Linked DNA regions of Mus musculus: region 2 is linked to region 1. Evidence: chromatin contacts called from public HiChIP or PLAC-seq data. All regions are on one chromosome and are shown on one strand. The core of a region is the stretch at or near the end of the contact, and the rest is flanking DNA. Distances in the headings are between cores, read along the strand shown. Region 1 has its middle 28 kb from the start of Mtf2. Region 2 overlaps Ccdc18 (coiled-coil domain containing 18).

Region 1 (6,117 bases), core at 1,443-3,942:
CTTTGAGAAAATACTTTTCTGTTGCTTAAGCCAGCCAGGCAGTGGTATCTGTAATGAAAGTCCCAGTAGACTGATACAGATGCTAACGTAGTAACAACGAGCATTAGTGGTTAGCTCTATACTTCAAACTTAACTCCCAGCTACTTGGCACTTAATAATCCTCTGAGGGATAGGATAGGGTGGGGTGAGTGAAATGAAGTTTTCAGGGAAAAATCACAAGGATCTTAAACTTCCTACAGGGCTGATTGACTGATTGGAAAGGGTGGCTATGAAGTGTTGGAATGTCTCAAGTCCAGAGACAAATAATCTTGTGCTATTTTAGCCGCTTCAGGAGCCATCTATAGCCTATCTCAATCTTTTACCTAACATTCTGGAATGTACAAATAGACCCTTGCTTCCACCAACCCTAAGAAGGTCATCAGATCACATCTGAGGCTCCAGCAGAGGTTTCTCCTCGTTGCTGCAACCTGCTTACCTAATACTTCCACCAGCTTATCTGAAAAGCATCTTGATTTATGTTTTGCTTTGGTCTGTTAGTATAGAAGACTTCGTGAATTGCCGGGAGGCGGTGGCACATGTCTTTAGTCCTAGCATTCAGGAGGCAAGAACAGGTGGATCTCTATAAGTTCGAGGCCAGCCTGGTCTACAGAGAGAGTTCCAGAACAGCCAAGACTACACAGAGAAACCCTGTCTCAGAAATCCAAAGCCAAAACAAAGGACTTCATGAAACTCTTACTACATTGGAACATGGCGCTTGTAGCAATTTGAATATGTGTTCATGGGTCATGGCCACTCATTTTTGGCTTCAGAATAAATAATTCTGTGTTTCTCTCTTCTGCCTCCATTTGCCTTTTACTCTCTCTGTCTCTCTCTCTCCCTCCCCCACCCCTCCTCGTTCTCAGCGTTTTAGGCAGGGAATGACTGTGTGACCAGGATAACCTTGAACTCATAGAGACCCACCTGTCTCTGCCTCCTAAGTGCTAGGATTAAAGGCACTGTCACTATGCCCAGTAAAAATTATCTCTTATTTCATTTAAGAACTTGGGGGCTTTTTGTTTCATATTTATTTTTGTATTTTTTTTTCCTCAAGAAAGGGTTTCTCTGTATAGCCTTGGCTGTCCTGGAACTCATTCTGTAGACCAGGCTGGCCTCAAACTCAGAAACCTGTCTGCCTCTGCCTCCCAAGTGCTGGGATTAAAGGCATGAGCCACCACTGCCGGACAATTTTTGTTTTTGTTTTTGTTTTGTTTTTGCTTTCTGTCTTTGCTGTATTTTTGGCATCACAATATATATCATTTTCATTTAGAAAACTAAGTACAGGAGAATCCCTAAGATCACACAATCACATAGCAATGACAAATTTAGGTCTTAAAGCCAGGCTTGGTGGGGCAGACCTTCAATTCCAGGTCTGGGAGACAGAGGCAAGCAGGTCTCACTCAGTGAGTTCAAAACCAGCCTGGACTATATAGAGAATTCTAGGCCAGACAGAACTACATAATGAGACCCCTGTCTTTTTTTTTTTTTTTTTTTTTTTTTTTAAAGATTCATTTGGGCCAAGCGTGGTGGCACACACTCCTTTAATCCCAGCACTTGGGAGGCAGAGGCAGGAGGATTTCTGAGTTCAAGGCCAGCCTGGTCTACAGAGTGAGTTCCAGGACAGCCAAGGCTACACGGAGAAACCCTGTCTCGAAAAACCAAAAAGAAAAAAAAGAAAAATGTAAAAAATAGGTATTGAACTGACATATTCTGATTCCAGTCCTTTATCTCCAAGTAGGGAATCTACTTAAAAGCTGTCAACAGGTCTTTTATCACTTCAATGACTTCTTTCTTTCTTTCTTTCTTTCTTTCTTTCTTTCTTTCTTGTTTTGTTTTGTTTGAAGACAAGGTTTCTCTGTGTAGCCCTGGCTGTCTCGGAACTGACTAGGCTGGCCTTGAACTCAGAAATCCGCCTGCCTCTGCCTCCCTAGTGCTAGGATTAAAGGCATGCTCCACCATGCCCGGCTTTCAATGATTTCTTGAACTGACAAATTACAATGCCGTCATCAAGATCCAGCACAAATTATATCACCTTCCCTGTGAGCCTTACCCTGACTTTCTCCTGCCTGAACTCCTACATTTTGTATTTCTATAATTGTACCTATAAGATTGGGAATCCAATTTATGGTATAGAATGGATAAGGTCCTGGTAGGACAGACATACGGGAGCTCTGACTGTCACAAGCAAAATGAAGTAGAGACATGAAACATTAAAAAAAAAAGTTTTAAAAACATTTGTTTTATGGCTTAGTTTTGTGTTCCTTCAAACATTCAAAATTTAAGCAAATTTCTTCACAAAAAGAAAAACTAAACAAAACCATTTATTCTCTCTCTCTTTTTCTGCCTCTGTCTCTGTCTCTCTGTCTCTCTGTCTCTGTCTCTCTCCTGTGTGTGTGTGTGTGTGTGTGTGTGTGTGTGTGTGTGTGTACATCAACTTTCATGAATTGGCCTCTGCCTCCACCAAGTAGATCCGAGAGATCAAACTCACACCAGGCTTGGGAGCAAAGGTCTTCACCTGTTGAGTCCTCTTCCAAGCCTGGGAAATTGATTTTTAAGTTGAGTTTTATTGAGAGGGACAGCAATCTAGGAGTGGATAAACACACTAAAGGCCATGCCTTAAGTCTCGTCGCTAGCCAGCAGGGGTCGGGTGGCCAGCTTTGTCCCTGGTGTTGCTGCTGTAGTCCTATCTACTTAAACCCTCTATTCTTCTCAAAGCACTGATGATCTAGGCAGCTGCTTGAACTCTCCGGGGACACCTATACCCTGGAGAATTCACTCCAAACAAGTAAACCATCAACAGTGAGTACGGGCTCATTTGTCAAAGCATTAACAATGGGCAGCTGAGATGGCTCACCAGGTAAGTGTACCTACCACCTAGCCTGAGGAGCTGAGTATGAGTCTAGGACCCTCAGGGTTGAAAGGAAGACTAACTTCTAACAAGTTGTCCATTAACCATTGCACATTCCTCTCAACACACACATGCGCACGCACATGCACACACGCATGCATAAGATAAAATAAATAAATCTAAGATAAGATAAAATAAATAAATCTAATAACTAAAAGACCTTTAACAATATGTGTGTGCAGAATTCTTTTCACAGTATGGCCCGCATATGTGTTCCCACAGTGGGAAGTATCACCTTCCATCTGAATTCTGATACATTTTATTTAATCAAGGGCATGAGTTACATGAGTTAACGTGAAAGGAACTGACCATGCTGTTAGTGATAAAGCTATAACCTCCCTCTGTGTTATAATCCTAGTGCAATTTTAGTTGAAGGTGCAGACAAACAGGAAATTAAATTTAGAAGGGCAAGCATGTAAACACCCCAAGGGAGAGTGACAGAAAGGCAAAGCCACCCCTAAACCTCAGCTTGCCCATTTGCAAAGGGCAGGTGTGCACCTGTCCCTCGGGACTGGTGGGATTAAATAGGATGGCATATGGAAATTGTCTAGAGCGTATGAAACTAAGTTTCCAAATATCAGAGCTCTTGTTGTTAACTTAAAGTTATTTCTGGCAGTCAGGTTCTACCACAGCACTGACCCCCTGATATTATTTCTGTTTCTTTCTTGCTTGACTATAGACCTCCAGTTCTAGATATTCTGACATCCAGATTTCTTCAAACTCCTCAGAATACTCTTTTCTAAAGTCATAGATCACACAGGATTTCTGTGAAGGGGAGTTATAATTTTAATAAGAAATAGGAATAACACGTGTAAACTAGACCAAGAATTAATCCAAATTCTCTGATCTTTTCCTTTCCAACAACTACCAGTATTTGTTACAGAAGATTTCAAACAAATACTTAAGAGGGCTGGGGAGATGGCTCAGTGCTCAGGACCCATGTAAAAAGAGGGTTTATCCTGCCTGTCACCCTAGAGCTTGGGATTAGAGACAGGTGTCTGGGACGATTGGGCTATCAAGACTAGTCTATTCAGTGAGAGACCCTGCCTCAAAATGTAAGGTGGAGAGTAATGGAGAAAGACTCCTGACAGTAACCTCTGACCTTCACAAGAAAAGACATCATACTGAGGAATCTAGAGAGATGTGTTATCAATTAAGAGAACTAGATGCTCTTCCAGAGGACCCAAGGTCAATTCCCAGCCCCTACATGGTGGCTCACAACCTTCTGTGACTCCAGTTCTAGGGGATCTGACATCCTCTTCTGACCACTGAGGTCACTGCACTCTCATTGTGCACAGGCATACGTACACACAGGCAAAACACCCATCCTCATAAGTAAAATAAATAAGTAAATAAAACCAGAAAATAATATCAATAAAAATTGTTTTTTACAAATTAAAATCAATAAAAACTTTTTTTTCCAATTGAGACAGGGTCTTACTACATAGCCCTGGCTGTCCTGAAACTCTGTATGTAGACCAGGATAGCCTTGAACTCACAGAGATCTGCTGCCTCTGCCTACCAAGTGCTGGTATTAAACGTATGTGCCTCTATGTCTAGCTAAAAATAAAATATTAAAAAAAAATACATACTGAGCTGAGGAGTTGGTCAATCATAGTCAACCACAAGACCAGTCAGTATCTGAGAACTCCCTTTCTTACCCCTTATGACCATCTCCAAGGGGAAGTCTAGAAACATTGGTTAAGTGAGAACAACAAAAACGTTGTTGGGCATGGTGGTGAATACCTTTAAACTCAGCACTCTAGAGACAGAGACAAACTGATCCCTGTGAGTTCTAGGCCACCCAGAGCGACATAGAGAACCTGTCTAAAAAACAAAAGCAACAAAAGAGAAACAAGTTATATAGATACCATGTATTTCGATGTAAGCTTCTAGGTTTTTCATTACAATCTCTGGGGTTTGTTGTTGTTTTGAGACAAAAGCCTGGTGTAGACCAGGATGGGCTTTCAACTCCTCCCCTTAAAGGTGCCCCAGCTGTAGGTGTAATCTGAATTTATGCTCTAAATTACCAAATTCAGCTTCTACTCTCAGGCACTCAGTCTATTTCCTTCAGTTTGTATGCAGATCCTGCTAAGCAGGTGGTTTGTAGCTTGGAAATGACAACACCTACCAGCTGTTAAATTTACACAGGGCTCTAATTTAAATGCTTAATTGCTCTCTGAGCACTCAATTTGCAGCTCATAAACCCCTCCCAGATGGCATCCGGGAGGGTTTTCTTTGAATTAACATTGGCGAGAAGTAAAAGCTTAGGTTAACAATTGGTCCCCTAACACACTTGTGTTGGATTTGGAGCACCAGAGCTGGGTTTACCCTGTGTATAGAGTCCAGGTTAATCAGCAATGACAAATGACTATGTCATTACAAACTACCCCAGTGTCCTTAGGATATTTATATGACAAAAAAAGATTAAATACTTACTCTGTCAGCAGCAGTGGGAGATAGCAGCCCTGGGTTATAGCTGCCAGGAGTTCTGTCAAAGACCTCTATTCAGTAAAGCTGAGATTTTTGTATTTGTTGAAATCAGGTGTTGTATATGTTGGCTTCCTCAAACTCAAAACGTAATATGTAGCTGAGGGTGAATTTGGATCTCCACCTCCTGAGTGCTGGCGTACAAGGTTAAGTCATCTCAAAGAGCTTATCAGATTCTTCTTTCAGATTCATTTATTTTATTTTACATGCATGAGTGTCTTGCTCACATATGTATTTGGGCATCGTGTGTATGTCTGGGGCCGAGGAGGTCAGAAAAGAAAGTATCAAATCCCCTGGAACTGGACTTATGCATTGTAAGCCACCATGTGAGTACTGGGACTCAAACCCTGTCCTCTGGAAAAACAAGAGCTCTTAACCACTCGGCCACCTTGCCAGTTCTAGGATTCTTTTAAAATCACACTTATTTATGTGTATATGTGTCTCTGTATATACACACTGAAACAACTCAGAGAATTTGAAGGAATCAGTCTTTCCTACCTTGTGGGTCTTGGGAATTAGATTCAAGTCATTAGGCTTGGCAGAAAATGCCTTTAATGGATGAATCATCTTTGTACTCCCAGGATTCTAGATTTACCCCTAAGAAAAGAATTTCAAGTCATATATGGTGGCCCATGCCTGTAATCCTAGCACTCAGGAGATGGGGCAGGAGAAGTCTGGTGATT
Region 2 (5,734 bases), core at 3,209-5,708, 120 kb before region 1:
TACACTTTTCTTGAAGCCTTTTATTTTCCTTTTCACAGTTACTAAGATTTCTCTCTAATATTTCTTCTTCATCTTGAACCTAAAATAAAAAATTGTTTTAAGTGAATATACTACTATAATCATAAGTTTTACATTGTTTCAAGCTAAAACTATGAGTAGTGATATTGGAAAGAAACAGGAACAGGCTAAGTATTCCTTATATTTAAGTCCCTGGTACTGTAGTAAAAAGAAACAATATACACAAAAGACAGGGAGGAAGATGTTACTATTTATTCAGAAATGCTTAAGGGCCAGTAACAGATTGGCAAGAATGATGCCACCTGAAGGCAAAATGCTCAGGTTAAACATGAACAAGGCAAGCAATTCAAATAGGGATTACACATGCAAGTAATTCAATCCATGTGTTTCAGAAATACAATTTTTTTCATTCTTTTTTTCCCCTTCCCTTTCTCCCTCTTGCTCCCCCACTCCCCGCCTACCCCCAACCTCCACTTGCTCCAGACCCCTGCTCACTCCAGGGCTGTGGTTTCTGAGATTTGAACTCATGACCTCTGGAAGAGCAGTCAGCGCTCTTAACCAATGAGCCATCTCACTAGTCAGAAATGTAATTTTTGAAAATTTAAAATATTCCCAATGAAACTGCAATACAAGTGGCAACCAAGGTAGCTCAGTGGGCATGGGTACTTTCTGTTTAACAATGCAAGCCTGACAACCTAAGTTTCTTCCCTGGAACCCATATGCACTGGATTAAATGAGACTAACTCCCACAGGCTAGTGTTTGATAGAACTGTTTGGGAAGGATTGGGAAGTGTGGCCTTATTGAAAGAGGTGTGCCACTGGGAGTGGATTTGGAGTTTCAAAAGACTGCCATTATGTCCAATGTGTTTTCTGCTTCCTGCTTATAGATCCAGATGTGAGCTCTCAGCTGTTTCTGGCACCATGTCTTTGTTCTGCAATCATGGACTCTTAACCATCTGGAATCATAAGCCTGATGGTGTTTTGTCATAGCGCCTGAAAAGAACCAAGACACCATATGTGATGGTTTGGATATGCTTGGTCCAAGGAGTAGCACTATCAGATGTTTGGCCTTTGTTGGAGTAGTAAAACCATCCTCTGCTACATATGCAGCTGGAGCCATAAGTACTCTTCGGTTGGTGGTTTAGTCCCTGGGAGCTCTAAGGGTACTGGTTAGTTCATATTGTTGTTCCTCCTATGGGGCTGTAAACCCCTTCAGTTCCTTGGGTCCTTTCTCTAGCTCCTTCTTTGGGGACCCTGTGCTCAGACCAATGGATGGCTGTGAGCATCCACTTCTGTATTTGTCAGGCACTGGCAGATCCTCTCAGGAGACAGCTATATCAGCCTTCTGTCAGGAAGCACTTGTTGGTATCCACAGTAGTGTATGGGTTTGGTGATTGTATGGGATGGATCCCCAGGTGGGGCAGTCTCTGGGTGGTCTCTCCTTCAGTCTCTGCTCCACACTTTGTCCCTGTAACTCCTTCCATGGGTATTTTATTCCCCCTTCTAAGAAGGATCAAAGAATCAACACTTTGGTCTTCTTTTTTCTTGAGTTTCATCAGAAGTTGTTCTATTTATCATCGTCCACAGTTGTACATTTCACCTTCCTCTCTGCACAAATTTGTTAATGCCCAAGATTTCCACCATTAAATACAGCCAATAATTTCCTGCTTCTACTTTTCTAGTTCCAACTTCTACTCGCCTACTCCTTCTCTCTATATATTTTCTCTTTCTTGTACTTACTCTTCCTTCAATAAAAGTTTCTTCTGATAATAAAAATATTGGTAAGCATCTTCCTTACTAATATTTTAGAAACTTTCCTCTGTTGGACATAATGTTCCAAGTAGCTATAATCCCAGCTACTTCAGAGGCTGAGGCAGAAGCACTGTGGACAACTTCATGAAAGGTCATCTCAAAAGATAAACAGGGCTGGAGAGAATCCAGTGGTTAAGAACAGGTACTGCTATTGTAGAGGACCCAAGTTCATTTCCCAGTTGCCTGGAACTTGAGTACGAGGGGATCCAAAACTTTCTTCTGGCCTCCATGGGCACCTACACTCATGTGCATATAGCCCCTACCTCCCAAATATATATGTAATTTTAAAAACTAAAATGATTAAACACACACACACACACACAAAATAAAAATCAATTTGAAATAAAAGTTTGGGGATGTTGTTGTTGTTGTTTTGTTTTGTTTTGTTTCCAAAACAGGGTTTTGGTTTTTGTTTGGTTTGGGTGTTTTTTTGTTTGGTTGGTTGGTTTTGGTTTTTTGTAGCGTTGGCTGTTTTAGAACTAGCTCTGTATAGCAGGCTGGCTTTGAACTCACAGAGATCCACCTGCTTACTCAAGAGATCCTCTTGAGTGCTGGGATTTCGGAGTGCACCACCACTTCCCAATTAAAATAAAAATGTTATTTTATTATGAATAAAATCTTTAGAATTATTATTCCATAGGTAAAAACATTCTATGTGGGCTGGAGAGATGGCTCAGTGGTTAAGAGCACCGACTGCCCTTCTGAAGGTCCTGAGTTCAAATCCCCGTAACCACATGGTGGCTCACAACCATCCGTAATGAGACTTGACACCCTCTTCTGGTGTATCTGAAGGCAGCTACAGTGTACTTAGATATAATAATAAATAAATCTTATTTTAAAAAAACATTCTATGAATTATCCACTTTTAACTATGGACAGTAACACAAGACACTGAGTTTGAACAAACACTTCTCTCACCTTTTCCAGTTTTTCAGCCACTTTTTCTTTGTACAGCTGGAAGGCCTTACTCAGCTCTTCTGCATTATAGAGGGCTTCATTCCTTTGTCGCTCAGCTCTACCGTTTAAAAGAAATAATAAAAGGAATTCTCTGCATTGAGAAATTAATCTTTAAGCAAATTTATGTTCGTGTGGATACGCACACGGGTATGTGTCGTGTATATGTATGGACACATGTGGTGTACATGCTTTTATATATGTGTACATGCCTACCTATCCATGTGTTTGGACATGCATTTGGAGGCCAAAGGTCAACTTGAAGTCTCATCCTCAATTGTTCTCCACTTCATTTTTTTGGAACAGGGTCTCACAGTGTGCTAGGGGCTCATCGTTTTAGCTAGACTAGCTAGACAACGTGTTCCAAGATTCCACCTGTCTCCATCTCCCCAGTGCTGAGATACAGATATGTGTATGCAATAGTGTCTAGCGGGTACCAAGTGAATCATCTTTCCTAGCATAGAAGTAGATTTTTTTAAAACCAAAACAGAGTATCAGGCTTTACTGTGGGGTTTGGTTTCACTACAATAACTTTCTCACTCCAACAACATAAACAAAATATAACATAAATACTTATCAACTTTGAAACATACATACATTCCTATACATTCCATACATACAATTCTATCCCCTAATCTGGAAAACAGTAGAGAAGCATCCTTACACTGAACAATAAATTTCTAAAGATTACAAGTCTTATAAAACCAATCTATAGTATATAATGTTAGATACTCAATTCAATAATCCATGCAAAGGTTATTTTTTAAGTTACTAAAAAAAACAAAAACAAGCCAGACGTGGTGGCGCACGCCTTTAATTCCAGCACTCGGGAGGCAGAGGCAGGCAGATTTCTGAGTTCGAGGCCAGCCTGGTCTACAAAGTGAGTTCCAGGACAGCCAGGGCTACACAGAGAAACCCTGTCTTGAAAAACCAAAACAAACAAACAAACAAAAAAAAAACCAAAAACAAGCTCTTTCCCATCTTTCAAGATGGCAGGCAAAAAAGCCAAGCCCAATACAAAAGAGAAGAAACCTCCAGCCAAGAAGGCTGGTGGCAATGCTGTCGCCACTGATGCCCCAGCCACTGGTGCAGCCAAAAAAGGGTAACCCTAAAGCTAAAAAGCCCAGGAAAGGGAAGCCCCATTGCAGCCCCTGCCCTAGTTAGAGGAATTGGCAGGCACTCCCGATCTGCTATGTATTCCAGAAAGCCCTTGTACAAAAGGAAATACTCAGCTGCCAAGTCCAAGGTTGAAAAGAAGAAAAAAAAAAGATCCTTGCTACTGTCACAAAAAAAGTTGGTGGTGACAAGAATGGTGGTACCTAAGTGGTGAAGCTTTGAAAAATGCGTAGGTATTATCCTACCAAAGATGTGTCTCCGAAGCTGCTGAGCCATGGCAAAAAAGCCCTTCTGTCAGCACATGAGAAGGCTGCCTGCCAGCATCACTCCTGGGACTGTCCTGATCATCCTCGCTAGGGCCACAGAGGAAAAAGAGTGGTTTTCCTGAAGCAGTTGGGCAGTGGCTTGCTACCTGTGACTGGACCTCTTGCCCTCAACCAAGTTCCTCTGTGCAGAAGTTTGTCATTGCCACCTCTACAAAAGATAGTATCAGCAAGGTTAAAATCCCCAAACACCTGGCTGATTCTTACTTGAAAAGAACCAGCTGTGCAAGCCCAGGCACCAGGAAGGCAAGATCTTCAAAATGGAAAAGGAGAAATATGAGATTACAGTGCAGAGCAAGGTTAATCAGAACTATGAACTCACAGTTTGCCAAAGACCAACGCTGTTCCTCAGCTCCAGGGCTACGTGCAGCCTCAGTTCTCCTTGACAAACAGGACATATCCTCACAAACTAGTGTTCTAAACTGCTATCAACCTAACTAAACAGCTTCATGTGTTTCAAACAAACAAACAAACAACCCAGTAACTTTCATGAGACAAAGGCAAGCCTATCTCTTTTAGTTTGAAAACATCATCATCAACACAATAAGTTCTAAGTCATCCAGAGTTAGTGAGACCTGTCTCAGAAAAAAACAAACAAACAAAAAAAAAACCTGTAATATTTACTAATACAAAACTAAACAATAAGAATCCATTTACTACCACTGTTTAAACCTGCTTTTTACTTCCTGAATAAGCTTGACTTTCTTCATACTTACCTGAGAACACTAAGCTTCATAAATCAATATCATCCCCATACAAGAACATTTTTAATTTTGGGTTTTTTTTTTTTCGAGACAGGGTTTCTCTGTGTAGCCCTGGCTGTCCTGGAACTCACTTTGTAGACCAGGCTGGCCTCGAACTCAGAAATCTGCCTGCCTCTGCCTCACAAGTGCTGGAATTAAAGGCGTGCACCATCACCGCCCAGCTAATTTTTTAATATTTAAAATCACACCATCACATCAGGGAAACTTATAACTCTTCTATTACCCAAAGTCAATTGTTCCATTTATAGTCTTCAGCCTTTCCCTTCAGGAACTTTACTTTCTATTTTTCAGCTTCTTTAACTATAAACAAATTTCAAATGAAAGTATAATAACTAAATCTACCTGGTTCTTTTGGTTTGGTTTGGTTTGGTTTTGTGAGACAGTGTCCCTCTATGTAGTCATGGCTGTCCTGGAACTCTATATATAGGTACAACAGGCTGGCCTGGAACAGAGATTTTCCTGCCTCTGCATTCCAAGTGCTGGAATTAAAGATGTGTGCCACTGTGCCTGGCTCTGCATAAACATTTTTACTTGTGATGTTCAACTCTTCAAGCTGTTATTTTTTTTTTTTAGTTTTTTCTCCTTTTTTAATATTTATTTAATTTTACTTTTAAGTTCAAGTATGTGTCATCATCTGTATGTGCCCCATTTATTTCCCTTCCAAAAGGAAGAAAGAAAAGAAAAGAAGGAAAGAAGGGAAGGCAAGGAGGGGAAGGAAGGGAAGGGAAAAGTAGACAAAAGGAAAGA

What was found. HiChIP or PLAC-seq counts read pairs in DNA pulled down with a chosen protein or histone mark.
Region 2: a contact with region 1 is called in an H3K4me3 HiChIP or PLAC-seq map of the SCID.adh cell line, with 5 times the contacts expected there. The contact joins two enhancer-like sites. A contact is called at or near these places in 7 of 15 datasets of contacts at CTCF or cohesin (the G1E-ER4 cell line, the NIH/3T3 cell line, embryonic stem cells and 3 more), 174 of 484 Hi-C or Micro-C datasets (the AML12 cell line, B cells, the BV-2 cell line and 79 more), 21 of 115 datasets of contacts at active chromatin or transcription factors (CD8 T cells, the SCID.adh cell line, T-cell acute lymphoblastic leukemia and 9 more) and 3 of 9 other capture datasets (adipose tissue, embryonic stem cells and liver).

The regions. Positions count from the first base shown.
Region 1 is chr5:108,034,771-108,040,887 of GRCm38.p6, reverse strand. No RefSeq gene overlaps it. Among named protein-coding and RNA genes, the nearest start is that of Mtf2, 28 kb to the left of the region's middle. Within about 2 kb of position 2,692, at least 10 of the 459 cell types and tissues checked have an H3K27ac peak or open chromatin away from gene starts, as enhancers often do. A contact at or near this core is called in the SCID.adh cell line, where this site is marked.
Region 2 is chr5:108,152,870-108,158,603 of GRCm38.p6, reverse strand. Ccdc18 (coiled-coil domain containing 18) reads right to left here. Exons shown (of 29, transcript NM_028481.1): 7 at 2,749-2,845; 8 at 1-79. It also overlaps the pseudogene Gm8190. Among named protein-coding and RNA genes, the nearest start is that of Ccdc18, 23 kb to the right of the region's middle. Within about 2 kb of position 4,458, at least 3 of the 459 cell types and tissues checked have an H3K27ac peak or open chromatin away from gene starts, as enhancers often do. A contact at or near this core is called in the SCID.adh cell line, where this site is marked.